Linked DNA regions of Mus musculus: region 2 is linked to region 1. A link is a contact called in public HiChIP or PLAC-seq data. All regions are on one chromosome and are shown on one strand. Each heading gives the region's core, a stretch centred on a gene start, on an enhancer-like site or on the middle of the called end of the contact. The rest is flanking DNA. Distances are from core to core; before and after follow the strand shown.

Region 1 (6,276 bases), core at 3,467-5,966:
CACACACATGCTGTGAGGACCCTAACTCCTCCAAAAGCCAATCTGAGTCCCCCAAACCCCCATCAAGAACACCAGCTGCATCTACCTACAGCCTCAGTGTGAAAGCGCACACCGGAGGGTACCAGTGTCACTCAAATCCTTCAGAATCCCTGAACACAGCAGAACAATTGATTCAGGGACCTGGGATGGACTGTTGTTTTCTTCTGGGGGATTACTGCTATAACTACAGACTCATTTATAGACTTAGATTTGAAAATGTGTTCTACCCAACACAGGGCCCTGCTGCTGACAGGACGACATGAAAGTAGGTGGTCACTTTAGGTTTGTTTTCTTGCACACAATGTCACTTGTCAGGGCCGTATTATAATACTCTCCTTCAGCTGTCTCCTTGTAGAACTACCGCTTCCTCCCCTCTGTGTGCGCTCTGTGCATTCCTCCGTCCATTCGGGGCAGCACAGTGTGAGCTTCTGCAGTGGAGAAAGTCAAGCAGGGATCTCTCAGTTCTTCTCTTTCCCAGATTGTCTTGGCATTTGCACCGAGGAGATCTGAGTGTCGTGGAATTGAATTGAAAACTTCCTCCCTGCCTGTCAGAGACCCTTGATGGGTTAATGGACTGGCTGCTTTCCGGCTCTTCTCAGCCAGTGCCTAATCCCAGTTCTCTACTTCATAATTCAATCTATGCCATTTGCCAAATAAGTTGTAGAGGCAGGGTGTCCTCTTCCCTCCCTTTGGTGGGATGAAGAGGAAGTCTTCTGTGCCTGCCTGCATGGCGGCCGGCTCCCCATTCTTCCTCTCTCACCCAGGTGAACTGAGGGGATCTAATGGTTTAGAACACAGAGCAGGGTCAAAGGGATGTGTCAAGCAGCTTACACTCTGACTAGGCTCAGTGAAGGACCTCCCCCAGCTGAAGGGTCATCTGCTCCTCTCCAGGACACCAGCAGGATACCTTTGTCACCAGGTACCCTGTCTACATACAGTACAGCTGATTTTCACTCCATTTGTTGATTGTGTATTTCAAAACGTGGGTAGGAGAAACCATGGACTGTCTATTGATTCAATTCCTGATAGACAAGGAAAAAACTAGAGAAACAATTTTAAGAACTATCTTATACCCAGAGGCTATATGGTAGGTAGGATGGGTTTCTAGGATCCAAAGCCAGGTTTCACAGAGTAGCCATCCAGGTCTCTACATCCCTGGGATGTTTCTCTCTCTCTCTCTCTCTCTCTCTCTCTCTCTCTCTCTCTCTCTCTCTTCTCAAGGCTTCCCGAACATGTAAGGCTCTGGAGCTGGGAGTTGTAAAGTGTGGACCTGCCACTGTGAATGGCCCAGTGTAACTGCCCAGGGTTAAAATGAGACAGCCAGCGATCCAGAAGAAAACCCGCAAGTGGCAAAAGCGTGCTTCCTGTGCCCACAGTGCACAGGCCGAGCAGGGGGTGTGCAGGATCCCCCAGGACCTGGCTTAGCTCTGGGTGAGTTACTAAGGACAAAGGGTTTCTTAGAAGGATGCTCTGGAGACCCTTCAGGCACACACATCCTTCTTTTGTGATTGACTAACCGCAGCACATCCACAGAGAGATGCCTCTCTGGCCACCCGCTAAAGCTCTGCATAATGGAGGGACAGCTGAATGTCACGAATGTGTCTGAAGGAGTTTGAGTCAAGCTAAACTTTATATATAGATAGATAGATAGATAGATAGATAGATAGATAGATAGATAGATAGATAGATATAGATAGATAGATATATAGATAGATAGATATAGATATAGATATAGATAGATAGATAGATAGATAGATGGTATAGTATAGGTATAGATATAGATGTATAGATGTATAGATATATAGATATATATAGATAGATATAGATTAGATAGATATAGATATTTCTTATTCATTTTAAGAAAGGAGCTCACTTTGTAACCCAGGATGTCCTGGATCTTACTCTATAGCACACAAGCTTGGCTCAAACTCATAGCAATCCTCCTGCCTCAATTTCCTGGAAGCTTACACCACCAGGCCTGGCTTCTTGAGCCAACTGTGAAGAATTTTTAGCATATCTCCCTACCCTTTGGTAGTGGGAATATGCGGATCAAGCTTGGGGTCGTGCACATGCATGGTGGACAGACTAGACCACTATGTACCACTGAACCATATCCCAGGCTCTCAGCTTTCCAACTCCCGGGTGATAGCAAGGGTAATTTTCATGGATAGCTATTCCTGTAAAGGAAGCTTAAGATTTCTGAGCCTATGACTAAATTGTCTGGAAGGGCACTCCATCTTCAACAAACTCTATGGCCCAGTTGAGCAGGAAGTACGTAGTTGAGAGTGATTTTATGGCTTAGATGGCCATAAGCAGTCATTTCCCTAGACAGTAGTTTGATCATTTACCAATCTTTATAGAACAGTCCTTTAAGCAAAACAATCCCAACCAATTCTCAATTCTTAGAGGTACCAGAGGATTTATTTCCGTCTGTCTCTGTTTCTGTCTCTCTCTGTCTCTCTCTCCCCACTCTCTTACATACACACACATGTGTGTATCATGTCATATCACATGCATATCATATATATGATGTATATGGTTCTCACTCTCCTCTAGTATATATAATGATTTCAGTGCTCTATCTATCTCTCTATCTAGCCACGGTTTCATATATTCCAAAGTAGCCTCAGACTCACTGTGCAATTAAAGATGGCCTTGAGCTGCTCTTCACACCACCACTGCTCAATAAATACTAGGATTATGGGCTTGCACCACAATGTTCTATCATGCTGCACTGAGCACCAGTCGAGGCTGTGTGATGCTAAGAGAAACTTTGCCACCTGAGCTCCACCCTCTATACCTATTTCAGATGTCTTAAGACATCAAAATATGCTTAGGATCTTCATTCTCATCAGATGTAAATGTCCAATGAGAGAGAAGGGTCTTATTGGAAGAGCCTAGGCATTTATTCTGGAGAAAGGTCCTCTCAGCGTGTGAACGGACAGAGATGTGAACAGACAGAGATGTGAACATATCCTAGTGTCATCTTGGGGTTACTCAAGTCTCTCTTACTGCAATCTTCAGTTAGTGGAGCCTTCATAAAACACTCTCATGAACACAGAGGATCCGGTGAGACCCAGCATTCCCTCACCCAGAGGATCCAGTGAGTCCCAGCATCTTCTCAGCCTCTGCTCTTCTCCTTCCTTCCAGGTCTCAGGAAAACACACATTTGGTGGCTTTCAGGTTTGTTCTTCACTGTCTCCTTCATGGGCCGACACCACAGGTCCAGAGGATAGGATGGAAATAAACCCTACAGGAAGCCGAGTAACCAGTGCTGACCCTTTGCGTAGCAAAGCAGCTGTACAGCTCTGGAGACTCCAGAGAGTCTAGAAAGCTCCTTCTTGAGGCTGGTGTGATGACTCAGGGGCTTACGGGCGAAGAGCATAGACTATTCTTGCAGAGGAGCCAAATTCAGTTCCCAGCACCCAAGCTTGCAAATCTAGGCCCAGAGGACCCTCTGTGGGTGCCTGTGCCCACCTGCGTACACGCTCCTCCACGTACACACACTCACATACATGTAATCAAAAAGAGCACAGAACTAATCTTGCTAGAGGTGGTAGTGCATGCCTTTGATCCTAAATTTTAAGAAAAGGTTGGGGGAGAAAGCAAGCAAGTTCCTTTGTCCTCCAGAGGATACCATGGCACCTTGCTCTCCCGGATGATTGAAGACCACTGCCAAAGGTCAAATCCAGGACATTAAGTCAGGAAACCTCCAAGAGGTCGTCATGGAAAAGAAAATTCAAATCTGGCTATTCCTGGTGCTTCTTTCACTTTTTAAAAGACTTTTAAATCGTGAGTATGTGCCTGTGTAACTGCTGCTATCTACAGAGGCCAGACACATCTGATTCCTGGGAGCTAGAGTTCCAGGAAATTGGGCGCTGGGAACCAGACTCAGCTCGTCTACAATGGCAATCTATGTTCTTCACAGCTGAGCCGTCTTGCCAGTCCTTTACTTCAGGTTTAATTGGAAGTACATTGTTTTGTTGTTTGGTTTGGATTTAGTTTTTTTGTTTGTTTGTTTTGTTTTTTTGTTTTTTTTCAAGACATGGTTTCCTCTATGTAGTCCTGGTTCTCCTAGAACTCTCTTTGGATCAGGCTGGCCTTGAACTCACAGATATCCTCCTGCCTCTGCTGGGATTAAAAGGGAGTGCTACTTACCCTGGGGCTTGAAATACTTTTAAGGTTACAGAAAAGTGGGGGAAAAAATTAATAAAGAGCACTCCTACTTTTACTAGCTAAAATTTCAGCCAAGATTTCACACTGCCTCCGATCATTTTATTTAAAAAAAAAAATCGGATGAATTAGCAGCCTTTGTGAGAGTGCCCCGTAACAATCCTAATAGAATGCTGTGGCTTTCTCTTTTTCACTTAAGTCTAAATTAAATCTAAAGCTATGAATCAATACAGGAACACCAGGATAGTTTCAGTGTCATGGGCCCTACTCAGAGGGTCTCCTGTGGCTGTGGAAATGGGTTTGGCAGGGAGCATAGTGACTGGCACAAAGCAACCAAAGGCCCTGGTGACCCCAAGCTGAGAGGAGGCCTGCAAAGGTCGCTTCCTAGAAAGCCCCGCCCAGGCTTCCTCCTCTGCTTGGCCCTTCCTGCAAGCCATTGTCGCTCTGGGAGGACCTAGCCAGCCGGCCTCGCAGGGAGGCATTTCCGGGAGGCACAGAGCAGGCAGCCTGGCAGGGCGGGGCCCACTGAAGGAGGAAGTGCTTGCCGAGGAGTGGCACGTCGCCCTGGGCTATGCCAAGTGCCCTGCTGGGCATGGGGAGGGGACTGTGCCACCACGCTGGGACCAAAAACAGACCTTGAAGGCTTAGAGCAGAGGTGGGGGCATTCCTTCCTGCCTTGATTCCCACAAGTGAAGAAGGTATTTCTTGCTTCTTGTGCATCTTCTTAGGGCTCTGTGTTGAGGAAAAAAATTCATTCATTCATTCATTCAATCAATCATTTATTCAGTCAGTCAGTCATCCATTCACTCACGCTATCCACAAACAATTGCTGAGTGTCATCTGCCTGTTGGGGACAGAGCAAGGAGCAGAGAGCTGGGAGTGAGGACCACAAACATCCTTGCTCTGACTGACAAAGACCAGCAGACATAGTAAGTGCAGCATACACACAGTAGGAATAAGTGGTGCCTGGAGATGGATAAGAGGAGAGAGGAGCAGACAGCTCCCTGGGAAGAGCATTATAGGTGAAGAAAAGAGGAAGGACTGTGCCCAGCTTGGGAAGTCTGGCTGGCAAAAGTGAACTTCCTGTTGGTTTTTCTCTTAGCAATGTGCCCACCACCCCAGTCATAGGGGAGTAGCCATATCTGTGTTTCAGTGGCGCCCATGATTTGCCAGGATAAACTGTATCCACTTGGGCTGGGCTGGTAAGATGGCTCAGTGGTTAAGAGCACTGACTGCTTTTCTTGAGATCCTGAGTTCAAATCCCAGCAACCGCATGGTAGCTAATAACCATCTGTAATGAGATTGGATGCCCTCTTCTGGTGTGTCTGAAGACAGCTACAGTGTATTTACATATAATAAATAAATAAATCATATCCATTTTGGGATGTCTACTGACATCCACATCACTTGAATCCAATTGATCTCTCCAGTTGTGGTCCCCTTCCGGGACCCAGGGCTCTGGGCTCAGTAGGTCCAGACTTCAGACCCAGGTTTCTCCCATGTGTCTCTTCCTCTGAGAGTTTGTACCACATCACATTCTCTGTGGAGCCTCTATCTACTTTCCCCCCTGCCCACTCTAACTCCATCTACTGCATCTATGACACTTGGTGCAGAAATCCACCAGCCAGTGTCTGGCCATAGTACAGTTCTAAGTTGATGCATTCTCAGGTCCCATTGGCCGTGACTGGCTGTATTCCCCTCAAGAGTCCTCAGTAGCCAGCAGCTGGTACAGACTAGGTCTCAATAATGAAATGCAGAATGATCAACAGTCCTTACTTGACCTCTCTGGTCGCAGAGAAGGCTTTAGAACCCTTCAAAAGGCAACCTCTACCATGCTTCTAGCTATTTAATAGACTGTATTCACAGCTGCGGACTTCTAGGATACAGATTTCCTGTAGGCAAGAGGCTGGTATAGGAGGAAAAGTCTCATTTTCATTATAGAAAAATGGCTGGCTCAAGAGGCATTGTGTCTAAGAGAATAGGAGCAGCCACCCCTCTCCCTGACTCCACCCCTGCTCTGGGTGCCAGTCTGGGCTGACCACACAACTCCTGGAAACCCTAGCC
Region 2 (6,745 bases), core at 683-3,182, 520 kb after region 1:
GGACCTTGCGGCAGGGCTGCCTCTCCCGGGCACTGCTCCATTCTACAGGTAAGGCAGGTCACAGCTGGCCCCGTAGCATTCACAGGCAGAGGATCAAGCCTTGCCTAGGGGATGTGTCACTAACGTCCCAGACACTCACTCTCCCATCAGGAAAGGCAAGCAAGGACAGGACCGTAGAGGTGACAAGAAGAGGCAGCCACGGAGGAGAGGTCCTACCTTTCCTGCTTAACCATCCAATTCTATCTCTGAAGGACCTTCTCTGTCCTGGCCGACTCCCAGGCTGCCAGACAGTAAAATTCCTCCAGGTCTGAGTCCACTGCCAAGATCCTTCCAAGGAGCTCTGCACGGAGGGCCAGGACACAGTCTAAGGGCCTCAGGGCTCGGGGAGGAATCTTTATCACAGGCAGAAGTGTGTCATTTTCAGAATCCCAGAGAGACTGCTCTGACACTTGGACCACGGAGCACTCCAATAATGTGATCTATAATCAGTAAGTTAGCAGACTCAAGGGGAAACAGTGTGTTTGCCCACCCGAGAGAGAACTGTCACAACCAGAATCCAGCCGGAGAAGGAAGATTCAAAAGCGAGTTCATTCGGAAGGATACAAACCACGCTAAAAAGGAAAGAGAAGCTGAACACAGAATCCCCTGTGCAAGACAGAACGGCCCAGGGCCTGGTGAGCTACCTCACAGCTTCTGGGAGGAAGGCAGGTGTGAATGCTGGCACTGATCCAGCCTCCATGCGGCAGGAGGCTTCATGGGGGACAGAGTCAACGTCAACAGCTGCTTGCTTTTTCATCCATTTTATTGTCAGATAGCCAGAGTTCATTATATAAATCTTTCAAAATAATGAGATATTACAAGAATAGCTTACATGTCAGCTCTGATTTCACAAATACTTGACACAGAAAACTGTCTTACAAGAATACTTTAATAAAGAAAAATAAGTCTCTATTCACCTTAGAGCAGATTTGGCTCCATTTCTTTCCTGATCCTGCTATCATTCTGGATTCTCTTACGGAATGTCTACAACATCTCACAGAGCAAGTACAACCTGTGGCAGCTTCTCTTTCAGCTACTACTGAGGTTCACAACGCTAAAGGGCTTTAGGCTTTCTTTTCTGATCTTCCCTGAAATTAAAAGAATTCTTTTATTCTTTTATTCTTTGTATTCAGGCTCGAAGAGGTAATTTTAAAAACATTCCTTCCAACTTCGATGAGGTTAGCCACTGCTCTTAGTGACTGATGGTCTCAGGCCTCGCTCAGGCTAGACCAGCTGACAGTTTAACCTGAGATACCAAGTTAACAGTTCACAAGCCATGAAGGGAGCCCTGGGAGCAAGGATACAATACAGGGGTCAGGAAAGCTCAGACAGTGGAAAGTGATTAGAGAACACACCCCAATTCAAGGTTTCCCTCCTGGTCAAATGATACAACACAGGGTATGGCAGTAGTTGTGGAAGATACTGAAGATCTGGAAAAGGCTAATTATTCAGGCCAGTGGTGCTTCATTTCCAAAAGGCCAGTGGGCAAGGAATCCTAGACTCTGCATCTGGGTGGCCTCAGTGGGCGACATTCCTCTTCTGCTGTGGCTTTAATATATGATGCTGTATGCCTGGGGAACAGAATACTGACCACATCTGCCTAAAGACAGGACCAACCAGGGCAAGCGTGTGGCTTTCACACTCTCCCTCCACTGTTTCTCAAGTGTGTCCACTTGGCCAAGCAGCCTGTCTTTACTTTAGGTAGCATGGATTAACATCAAGAAGTCAGAGTGGCATTCTACAGTCGGATTCCTGAGAACTCGGGATACCCACCGCCCTTCCGAAGATCCGCATCCAGCTCTTGCCCAACAAGCTTAAACACACCTCTAGGGACTGAGGCCTGTCCCACTTCTCTCCACAGTCATGTGGCTTCTTCCTCACCCCACTCTTACAGACTGCCACAGGCTCTTACCAAAGTGCTGAGCAGTAGACGGAAATAAGTTGTTTCGCATTACCAGACACATCCATCACATTAGCAAGGGTCACATGTGCACAAAGGAAAGAGCCAACGGTCTACTGCAGTGACTTTGCAAACTCAGCGTAGTCGATGTAGCCGTCGTTGTTCTTGTCATCGTCCCTCAGGACACCATCTATGATGCTGACGAGCTCATCCTCGCTCATGACTGGCGCCTGCTCACTCCCCTCCTACCGAGAGGTACACAAGACGGTGAGGGGCAGAATTACGGAGGGCATTAGCAAACGCCTACAAGGGTCACTTATCTAGGAGCCCTCGAGGGAGAATGTGCCACTTCTAGGAATCCAGACTCAGGCCAGGCAGGGTCAATTTATAAAACTCCAAGTGAGAAACTACATATGCCAGCTACAGAAAGATGGGATAAAAACAGGTCCTGGCTTTTTATCACTGTTGATATAGTAACAAGGTAATGTACAGACACTGCAGACAGCTGGGTCTGGATTACAAAGAACCGCTTGTCAGAGTCTGTGACTTCTACACCCATCCTAAGGCAAGAGCTCACTGCCTGATTCCTCCACAGGGTCAGCCTACTGCACAATTTGCCTAAGAAAATGGGAACAGTGACAATGAACACCTCAAGGTCAAAACAAGAGGAAGAAAACACTGCAAAACACTGCTGAAGAGAAAGCAGCGCCCTGTTCTAGAGGCTGCTGACAGAGGGCTGTGCCTGCGACAAAGCTCTGGCCATTCTCGTGGAGACCACCTTGGTCCATCTCCCACACCAATGTCATGGCCACACTGCCACTCCCGTGCCAGGACTGCTGGATCCTGACTCCTCTGACAGTAGTGTCACCTCCACACAGAATCCACTGCAGTGAAAGCTTGCTGGGCTCCCTACTGCCTCTCATCTCTCACCCCCTCCCCGCCTCCATCAAGCAGAGTAAGTGTCTCCCCTATTGATGCAGGCAGGCAGGGAGCCTGACATGACCATGCCTTGGGACAGCAGGAAGTACCTCACAGTATGACACAACCCCCACCTACTTCCAAAGCTCTGCCCCTTGGTCCCGGTGTCACCCTTCTTCTCAGATGAAATGACCGCTTTCCTGTGCCCTACACTGTGGTTTTTTGGCCGGACCCTCAAACTCCAGCTGTAGTGAAAATGTCAACATTTTAGCTTGGGCCAACCAGGCTTAGCCTCTCTGGGGTGAGGGTGGGATACAGAAACCGGATAATGCTCTGCTGAGGCAGGAACACAGCACAGGTCACCAGCGTGGGCACTGTCTACTCAGATGCCCAACCCTGCCTCCTCCTTGACCTACCTCCTTGTGCACGTGAGTGATGGCTATGGAGAGCTCTAGGCCGTCAAGCAAACTGTTGCCGTCGTAATCATGCATTTTGAAGTAATGGAGCTGCAGTTCCTGTGGGGACATCTCCGCCTCTGGCTGGTCGATGACACCTTCCAGATGTTCCATGATGTGCCTGAAAACCAACAGTCAGACTTGTCAACACCTTAGAAGGGCTTTGAAACAGTCCACGGTCAAGAACATAGCACACAGCCAGGGCCACCAAAGGTGCAGGGCCACAGCACAGCGGCCACCTGGCACCTTCTTTTTACTGTTAGACCTTGGTTACAATATTTTTTGAACTACCAATTTAATAGCAAGCTCCAGACTAACCAGGGTATCTACTGAGACCTTGTCTCAAATACACAAACAAGCAAAAAACAGATAACGAAGCTAAACGTGAAGTTTACTGGCCAAGGAAGACTCAGTGTTGGAATGTGTCACTGAAAACGCCTTGTCGTAATCAGGAAACCATGAGTACATTCTGGATTCTGTTACTGCATGTGCTGGACAGGGAAGGGGGAAGGAGGAAGTCTGAATTCTGACAAATAATTCGGTGTGTTTAGGCTTCAAGAGCCCCCAACCGTGAGATGCTGAAGACAGGTATCTTACTACCAGGAGTCCCAAGGGATAATGTTGAGCACTGAAAACTGTTCAGGGGCCCTATAAAGTGACAGGACGGGAGGAGGCGGGGGCAGCCTATGAGCTATGGCTGCAGATGGCAGGGACGCAGAGCGCTGCCCCACTGAATACATACTCTTGGTCGTGCACTGTGCTCTTATCCAGGCCCACGCTGCCATGATGGACATCAGCCCCGTGGTCATGGGCTCTGGCACCTGGAGCACAAAAGACCCAAAGCAGGACACACAGCAAGGGAGCTCTGAGCAGCTGTAGGGTTGCCATGCTTCCGGGTGGGTACCTGGAAGGTAAGAAACACAGACGGTGAGGCACAGTACCAGAGCTTCTGGAATCCTGGGAGGCGTGAGGCTGCAGACAAGAGCACTGAGAACGGGCAGAGGAGGGCACCTGCTCAGCGTGCGTGTGCCAGGAGCTGGGTGCCACTCCCAGTACCACAGAAAAGGTCAGCCTAGGGTGCCGGTGCACACCTTTAATCCCAGCAGTTGGAAAGTAGAGGCAAAGGCAGGCACATCTCCTAGCTCGAGGCCAGCCTAGTCTACAGAGCTAGTACCAGGATAGCCAGGGCTACACAGAGAAACCCTGTCTCCAAACACAGGGGAGAGGGGAGAGGGGAGAAAAGGGAAGAGGGGAGAAAAGCGGAAAGGGAGAGGGGAGAGGGGAGAGGGGAGAGAAGAGGGGAGAGAAGAGGGGAGAGAAGAGGGGAGGGGAGGGGAGGGGAGGGGAGGGGAGGGGAGGGGAGGGGAGGGGAGGGGAGGGGAGGGGAGGGGAGGGGAGGGGAGGGGAGAGGAGAGGAGAGGAGAGGAGAGGAGAGGAGAGGAGAGGAGAGGAGAGGAGAGGAGAGGAGAGGAGAGGAGAGGAGAGGAGAGGAGAGGAGAGGAGAGGAGAGGAGAGGAGAGGAGAGGAGAGGAGAGGAGAGCAAGCCAATTCTGCCCCAGCTCACCTGCTTCCCATCACCGAACTGGGCAGTACAGATCCACAGATCTGTTAATGTCCGAGGGCTGAGCAGTCACCCAAGAGCATGCAAGGATCCAGAGACTATTTCTGTATAGCAGCCCAGAGAGAGAAACGCTTCCTAGTTGAGTACAACAAAAGCAGAGTGAGGGGTTTTCAAAACAGAAAAGAACCTTTGGGAGTTCCGAAGAAATCTCCTTGGGTGACGGCTGACAGAGCCAGTAATGCTTCAGCCAGTCCTGGGCAGACACTGGAGCTGGGGGACAATGGCAGCTGAAGGCGAGCAAGTGCTAAGGCAGCGGGCACATGTGGAGCCAAGAGGCTGACACTTCCTGAGAACAAGTGGGAGCAACTGTCAAGTCATGACTAGGCTGGCGTGGCTTCAGGTGGACTCACTGACGGTGTGATGGAGAGCGATGGAGAGAGGCAGGGCTTCGAGAAAGACCACGGGAGCCGAGGGAAGCAACCAAGCTGGTCCTATCAACCTCAAAGCAGTGACCTGGAGAGGAGGCCACCGTCCCCACCTTGTGCACCTGCCAGGGTCCTGAGAGGGTCTCATAACTTTAACCATCACAAAGAAAAGCTACAGAAAAACTCATGTTACATCTTAATGAACTTGGAATTAAGATCAACAAGACAATTCAGCCAGGCAAGCTCCCTGAAGACTAACTTACATCATACCATGGATACCGTAGTTAATTGCTGGTTCAATGCAAAGTTCTGCCCCTCTGGGCTTAGATTAGCATCCTGTGGCATTTGCAAAGATTTCCCCAACCTATTTTACCCATCCCCCACCATCTATCCCCACGAAAAGATCAGCAACCACTGGGAAGGTGTCTTAGGGTTTTACTGCTGTGAAGAGACACCATGACCAAGGCAAGTCTCATAAAGGACAACATTTAATTGGGCTGGCTTTCAGGTTCAGAGGTTCAGTCTATTATCATCAAGGTGGCAACAGGGCAGCATCCAAGCAGGCATGGTGCACGAGGAGCTGAGAGTTCTACATCTTCACCAGAAGGCTACTAGTGGAAGACTCACTTCCAGGCAGCTAGGACTAAGGTATTAAAGCCCGAGCCCACAGTGACACACCTACTCCAAGGCAATACCTACTCCAAGAGGGCCACACCTTCTAATAGTGCCACTCCCTTGGCCAAGCATATAGAACCATGACATTCCACTCCCTGGCCCCCATAGGCTTGTGCAGACCATACCTAAACATAACATAATGCAAAATACATTCACTCCAACTTCCACAGTCCCCATAGTCTAAAACGTTAAAAACCTAAAGTTCAAGGTCTCTTCTGAGATTCATCCAATCACTTAACTGTAATCCCCAAAGCAAGACAGGAAACCATCCAGGCAAACTCCAAACTCTGCATCTCCATGGCTGATGTCAAAGCAGTCTTCAGATCTCCAACTCCTTTTTGTCTTTGTTGACTGCAACAAGCTTCTTTTCCTGGGCTGGCCCCACTCCCTGTTAGCTTTCCTCAGCAGATAGCCCACGGCTCTGTCGTCTCAAACATCTTGAGATGTCTAAGGCAACTTCAATGTTACAGCTTCTTGTCTCAATGTCTGGGATCCACACATGATCTTCTGGGCTCCTCCAAAGGGCTTTCAACACTTCTCCAGCTCTGTCCTTTGTAGCACTCTAACCTCAGGTTGATTCAATCCACTGCCGCTGCTGTTTGTGGTGATCAACCCATGGTACTGGCATCTCCAATACACTGGGGTCTTCTGCTGAAACCAGGATTCACCAATAGCCTCTCATAGGTTCTCTTCATAGTGCCAAACCTCAAATCCTTTGCATGACCCTTTCAGTCCTGGGCCCTCAACTGCAACTGAGACTGCACCTTCACCA

Evidence for each region. HiChIP or PLAC-seq counts read pairs in DNA pulled down with a chosen protein or histone mark.
Region 2: a contact with region 1 is called in an H3K27ac HiChIP or PLAC-seq map of acute myeloid leukemia, with 2.5 times the contacts expected there. The contact joins two enhancer-like sites.

The regions. Positions count from the first base shown.
Region 1 is chr17:86,727,580-86,733,855 of GRCm38.p6, forward strand. No RefSeq gene overlaps it. Among named protein-coding and RNA genes, the nearest start is that of Epas1, 23 kb to the right of the region's middle. Within about 2 kb of position 4,717, at least 230 of the 459 cell types and tissues checked have an H3K27ac peak or open chromatin away from gene starts, as enhancers often do. A contact at or near this core is called in acute myeloid leukemia, where this site is marked.
Region 2 is chr17:87,253,874-87,260,618 of GRCm38.p6, forward strand. It overlaps Mcfd2 (multiple coagulation factor deficiency 2), which reads right to left. Exons shown (of 4, transcript NM_139295.3): 2 at 4,055-4,216; 3 at 3,274-3,433; 4 at 570-2,184. The coding sequence starts at 4,200. The coding sequence ends at 2,053. Among named protein-coding and RNA genes, the nearest start is that of Mcfd2, 8.7 kb to the right of the region's middle. Within about 2 kb of position 1,933, at least 59 of the 459 cell types and tissues checked have an H3K27ac peak or open chromatin away from gene starts, as enhancers often do. A contact at or near this core is called in acute myeloid leukemia, where this site is marked.